Regions from separate parts of the Mus musculus genome. Here region 1 is linked to region 2. Evidence: chromatin contacts called from public promoter capture Hi-C data. All regions are on one chromosome and are shown on one strand. Each heading gives the region's core, a stretch centred on a gene start, on an enhancer-like site or on the middle of the called end of the contact. The rest is flanking DNA. Distances are from core to core; before and after follow the strand shown. Region 1 overlaps Klb (klotho beta). Region 2 overlaps Rfc1 (replication factor C (activator 1) 1).

The links. Capture Hi-C pulls out chosen DNA fragments and counts their contacts.
Region 1: a promoter capture Hi-C map of adipose tissue shows a contact between it and region 2. The contact joins two enhancer-like sites. A contact is called at or near these places in 2 of 484 Hi-C or Micro-C datasets (bone marrow-derived macrophages and embryonic heart), 1 of 115 datasets of contacts at active chromatin or transcription factors (embryonic stem cells) and 3 of 9 other capture datasets (adipose tissue, liver and pancreatic islet).

What each region holds. Positions count from the first base shown.
Region 1 is chr5:65,355,547-65,358,785 of GRCm38.p6, forward strand. The region is part of intron 1 of Klb (klotho beta); the gene reads left to right. Among named protein-coding and RNA genes, the nearest start is that of Klb, 8.8 kb to the left of the region's middle. Within about 2 kb of position 1,600, at least 39 of the 459 cell types and tissues checked have an H3K27ac peak or open chromatin away from gene starts, as enhancers often do. A contact at or near this core is called in adipose tissue, where this site is marked.
Region 2 is chr5:65,277,948-65,280,836 of GRCm38.p6, forward strand. Rfc1 (replication factor C (activator 1) 1) reads right to left here. Exons shown (of 25, transcript NM_001347357.1): 13 at 1,510-1,867; 14 at 764-876. Among named protein-coding and RNA genes, the nearest start is that of Rfc1, 56 kb to the right of the region's middle. Within about 2 kb of position 1,519, at least 31 of the 459 cell types and tissues checked have an H3K27ac peak or open chromatin away from gene starts, as enhancers often do. A contact at or near this core is called in adipose tissue, where this site is marked.

The DNA.
Region 1 (3,239 bases), core at 350-2,849, 78 kb after region 2:
CTTAGGAGGCTGAGGCAGAAAACTTATATGAGTTTGGAACCAGCCTGAATTATAATGGTAAAACTATCTCAAAAATATAAAAAAGGGGGGGGGGACAACTGTGGGATGGCTTAGCAGGTACGGTGCTTGTTGCTAAGCCTGATGACCTAAATTCAACCCCCGAAAACCTACATGCTGAAAAAGAAAAGCAATTCCCACAAGTTGTCTGCTGACCTCCACATTCATACCATGGCAGCTGAGGGTGTGTGTGCGCACACACACACACATACACACAAATGTAACTAAAAAAAAAAAAGTACAAATGCCTGGCCAAAAAAAACACCACTGAATATATAAATTTTACAAAGCATTTTAGGTGTACATTTACTTCTAAAACTAGACATGAAAATATGCCACAAAATGCTTCTTCTTCTATGAGCAAAAGAATTGAAATGATACACAGTGTTTATTAGATAGATAAGAAATGCCAGCCGGGCGTGGTGGCGCATGCCTTTAACCCCAGCACTTGGGAGGCAGAGGCAGGCGGATCTCTGAGTTCGAGGCCAGCCTGGTCTACAAAGTGAGCTCCAAGACAGCCAGGGCTACACAGAGAAACCCTGTCTCGGAAAAAAAAAATAAAGAAAAGAAAGGAAAAGAAATGCCAGCGTTTGCATCTGTGTGTAGTAAAAACTTTTCCCCCAGCGCTGGAGAATCAAAGGCAGCCAAAGCTCTGTCACTGGGCTACACTGGGATTTTAACTATTGGTAATTTAGTCCATAGATTGTTTTTGTTTTTTGTTTTTTCGAGACAGCGTTTCTCTGTATAGTCCTGGCTGTCCTGAAACTCACTTTGTAGACCACGCTGGCCTCGAACTGAGAAATCCACCTGCCTCTGTCTCCCGAGTGCTGGGATTAAAGGCGTGCACCACCACGCCCGGCTAGGTATTTTGTTTTAAATTTGCTTTTTTTTTTTTTTTTTTTGACAGAATTTCTCCATGTATTCATGGCTGTTCTGAAACTCACTCTGTACTCTGTAGACCAGGTTGGCCTCGAACTCACAGAGATCCATCTGCCTCTGCCTCCCGAGAGCTGGAGTTAAAGGCATGCGCCACCACTGCTTTATGGTGTATGCCTGACATGGTAACACACACCCTTAATTTCAGCATTTGATAGGCTGAGTTACATGGTTCTTCGTGAGTTCAAAGCCAGCCTGGTTACTTAGCAAGACATAAGACAGCTAGGGCTACAGAGACAGACTTTGTCTTAAAAAATAAAATAAAATAAAAAAGGATTTCGTTTGTTGGGCGTGGGGCTGCTCACGTGCGGTGACTGAATCATGATGATCAAAAGGCTGTCTAGGGGAGTCCGTTTTCTCCGTCTACTCTGTGGGTCTCTGAGCTCAAAGTCACACTATCAGGTTTTGCAACAAGGCCCTTTACCCTCCGAGCCATCTCACTGACCCTACATTTACTTTAAATGAACTTTACACCACAGTCCTCAAGAACAGAGTTTTCTATAAAATGTAACCTATGTCAACACTTTTTTGTTCGCCACACACAAACGCTGACTAGCTTTGTGAAGTTCCTCAGGGACCAAGAGATTGCTTCACACTGTGCAAGAGGCACTTAGGGCACTAGGGCACAAAGGTTGGGAAATGCTAGGGCAGGACCTTACTGGCTCGAGCCTGAGCTTGAAATCAGCCTCTTTCTTCCTCATGCTCCCACCTTCTTGAGGGCTTTGCTGCAGTATTTCCTTGCATCATTAGTTGAGGAAACTTAGTGGGCATATGTTAAGTATATGACAAAGAATCAAATAGATTATTTTTAATGATTTTTCTTTTTAAAAATGTAAACATTTTGTTATATCTACTTATTTTTCTCTTATCATTTCTGGGAATTTAGACCGACCTGGCATCACTATGTAGTTCTGGCCATCCTGGAACTCACTATGTTGACTGAGCTGGCCTTGAAATCACAGGTATCCACCTGCCTTTGCCTCACCAGTGCCTGGATTAAAGCCAGGACCACCATGCCCAGCTGTTAATTTTTTATATATGTGTGTGATGGGATAGGCCTGTAATCCCAGCATTGGGAAGTGCGGACAGAGAGCCAAGAGGGCAAGATTACCAATTGCATAGCTAGCCTGAGCTACATGAGACCCTATTCCAAAAAGCCAAATGAATAAAAAATTTTTAAAAAAAATAGCTGGGTGCATGGGTTTAATCCTGGTACTCAGGAGGCAGAAGTAGGCGAACTCTGTGAGTTCAAGGCTAGCCTGGTCTACAGAGGGAGTCCCAGCATAGCCAGGGCTATACAGAGAAACCCTCTCTCTAAAAGACAAAAAATGAACAAACTAACAAAACAAAACCAAGGTCCTCCCACAGAGGGGCTGAGTGGCTCAGGGCACTCACTGCTCTTGCAGAGGATCTGTGTGGTAACTAACAACTTCCTCTGATTCCAGCGGGATCCCACACATCCTTAGTACCTCCTCAGGCAGCCACATACACATGGCGTGCCCACACACAGAACACACACATTAATGCAAACAAAATAAGCCTTACAATTATTAGGTGAACAAGACTCTGGATTTGATCTCCAGCATTAAAAAACAAACAAACAAAAAAAAACTTTAAAAAAAAAAAAACAATACTGAGTTGTGAACGCTGAGTGGTGAGCGTTCGTCAGGCTATTTATTTTTGTGTTCATTGTTCACAACTTTCACTAGCAAAGGTAAAAATAAAACAAGAAGTAAAAACCGGGTGTGGTGGTGCACACCTTTAATCCCAGCACTTGGGAGGCAGAGGCAGGCAGATTTCTGAGTTCGAGGCCAGCCTGGTCTACAGAGTGAGTTCCAGGACAGCCAGGGCTATACAGAGAAACCCAGTCTCAGAAAACCAAAAATAAAAAAATAAATAAATAAAAAATAACGGCGGGCTGCCAAGTCTGACAACCTGAGCTCACCCCACCCCCACTGCACGGTGAATGGAAAGAACCAGCCTCTTTACGTGCATGCACACGGTGGCAAATGCTGTCCCCACACACAAAAGAAATCTTAAAGATGTAGTTGAAGCTTAAAAAAATAAACGTGTAAATAATAGAAACGGCTGGGATAGTTTTATAAGATTAAATATGCCCATACTCTGAGCCCTTGGGAAGCTGAGGAGGTTCAGGAGTTGGAGGCCAGCCTGGAGACGTGTTAAGTCTCCGTCTGGAAAAGAAAAAGAAAAAAGAACCTGTCTGTACTGGCTGGTTTTGTGTCAAC
Region 2 (2,889 bases), core at 269-2,768:
AGGGTCTGCTGTCTGTCCTGCTAAGCCTTTCTTATAGAACCCAGGACCATCAGCCCAGGGATGGCCCAACCCACAATGGGCTGGGCCCTCCCCCACTGATCACTAATTGAGAAAACGCCTTACAGCTGGATTTCACAGAGGTATTTCCTTACCTGAGGCTCCTTCCTTCTAAGGTCTGGCTTATGTCAAGTTTACACAAAACCAGCCAGTACCGTGGCCCTAGACAGTAAGAGGGGGAGGCAAGGAGGGTGCCAGGACACAGGAGGCAGACTAACTATATGAAGTGGCACTGCTGCAGGGCACGGTGCACAGGGCTCTGTACCACCTGCAGCCACGGCATCTCCTGAGCGCCTAGTAACACATCCTCCACCTATAAGGGAAAATGGATGTTTTTATAATAGCCAATTCAATAACAGGTTTAAGGTGGGGTTTGTTTTTTTTTTCTTTAATTTTCTTTAGATTTTTTTTAAAAAGACTTGTGTCCTGGAACTTACTATGTAGACTAGGCTGGCCTTGAATTAACCTCGAGATTCACCTGCTTCCTCAATGCTGGGATTATAGGCATGCACTACCACACCCAGCCAGAATAATAGCATTAAAAAAAAAAAAAAAAAGAAGTGACAAACACCACTAAAGCCAAAGAAAATTCTAAAGTTTGACTTTAGAAAAATATACACTGTAGATTAACACAGACACACACACACGCACACACACACACACACACACACACGAGCTGATCACTGCACTATGACAGGGCACCCACCTGACACACAAGAGAAGCTGTAGTGGTTTTGCCAACACCTGGAGGGCCAGACAGCAGAGCTGCCTTGAAACTGGAGCCATCATCTTTGCTGGCAAGTTTGCCAAACTTTGCTGCTAGGGAAGAGAAGTTCCAGAGCATTAACATGCACCATATTTCAGACACTCCAGATCAGAAGGAACCATTTATGAACTGCCCGAGAGCTTTGCAAAGCAGAGAGGAGAGTGCAGACCAAAAGCAAATGGCAATGTAATGAGGCTGTAGGTCACTGTGCCAGTGCTTACCTCAGCTTCTTCCAGTTTCCTTAAGGGCCCTGGGCATTCTCTCTCTCACAGGCCTTCAGACACTGGCACTGGTTGTTCCTCCAGCCCAATACCACACCCATCTCCCTTAGCCCAGCTGTCTGCTACCTGGACTCCAAGGTCGCTCCAGGGCTGAGCGCTCACACCCTCTTCCTTGACTACACACCAGCATCCCCAGAGCTAGCTCCCTGTACTTACCCTACAAAAGCACTTGGCACATGCATTTTAACAGCTGGCTCATAATCTCCCCACTCTCTGGGGGCCCCTGAAGGGCCTGCTTTGTTCACAGAAGCACCACCAGGGCCTAGAGCACTTGGGCACTCAACAAGCCTCGATAAATACTTGATGACAGGCAAATGAACCATGCATGAGCCTTTGGCCATGAATACAACTGAGCACTACATATGTTGACAGACACACAGAAAATGACTAAAGTTGTGAAATCACCATGTTTTTTCTCTTCAGGAGAACTCTTGTGCCAGTTTCTGAGCCAACGTAGTAATTTGTTGGCACAGCTCTGGTCACCCTGCTGTCCGATTATGTTCTTGAGTGAGGCGGGCTTGTACTTATCCACCCAGAGCAGACATTCCTCTTTGTTGCTACTGCGGTTGCCATGTGTCTCCTTGACATCCAGGCCCCTTGGGCACGTGCTTGCCTCCTTCTTCACTGCCTTCATAGGACTGTTCTTTAGGAGAGTCAGCTTGCACTTTTTAGACTCTGACTCCTTCTTGGCTGGACTAATTTTTCTTTTTCCTTGATCATTTTTTTGGGGTGTTCGCTCCAATTTGGACTTTTCTTTCTTCATCTGCAGGGGAAATCAAAAAGGCCTGATGAAACACAGAAGATTCCTGTCCTGCCACACACTCCCCAGAGGCAAACTGACACAGCCAAGTGACTGGGCTGCTGTCACAATGGGCTATCAGTGTCTGCAGTCACCATTTTCCAAACTTCACAAACATTAACAACACGCCCAGAAAGCCAATACAGTCATCATTTTTAAAATAAAGACAGGATCATGAGGTAAACAACTTGCTTTAAAGCTTCTTGACTACGTAAAACCAACGTCTCCTCTAAAACGCACATATACAACGTCACAGCAGTGCTGTGTTACATGGTGCACATGCGCATTACAGCCATAAAAGAAGAGCCCAAACATCCACTGGGGAACTCAGCATAAACAAAAAATGACTGAGATCCACCCAATGGAATATTATTTAACTATAAAAAGGAATGGATACTAATATATACAACTTGGTTCGCCTAGAAACCATTACAGAAAATAAAAGGGCTAAAACCAGAAAATTTTACTTATACAAAATGTCCAAAATAGGTAAATCCTTAGAACAGAGCATAGTGGCCACCAGGCAGAGGGTATGACAAGCGACTATCATTAAGTATAGGATTTCTTTTTGGAGGTAATGACAGAGTCTGGAATGAGATGCAGTAACTGGGTCAACAAGATGGCTCACTGGGTAAAGGCACTTGCCACCAAGCCTACTGACCTAACTTCAATCCTCAAAACCCTCACTGTGAAAGGACAGAACCAACTCAAGGAAGATGTCCTCTGACCTTCACATGTACCCAGACATAAATACATGTAGTCAATAATAAATAAATGTAATTTTTTAAATTGTATGTACATTGCTGTTCTGCCTCCATGTATGAGTAGGGTCCCTGGAGCTGGAGTCACAGACAGTGTCACTCAGTTGCCATGTGAGTGCTGCAAATTGAACCTGGGTTCCCTGAAAGAGGAGCCAATGCTCTTAACTGCTGAGCCACTTCTTTAGCCCCCTAAATAAATGTAATTTTTTAATTAAATACTAATGA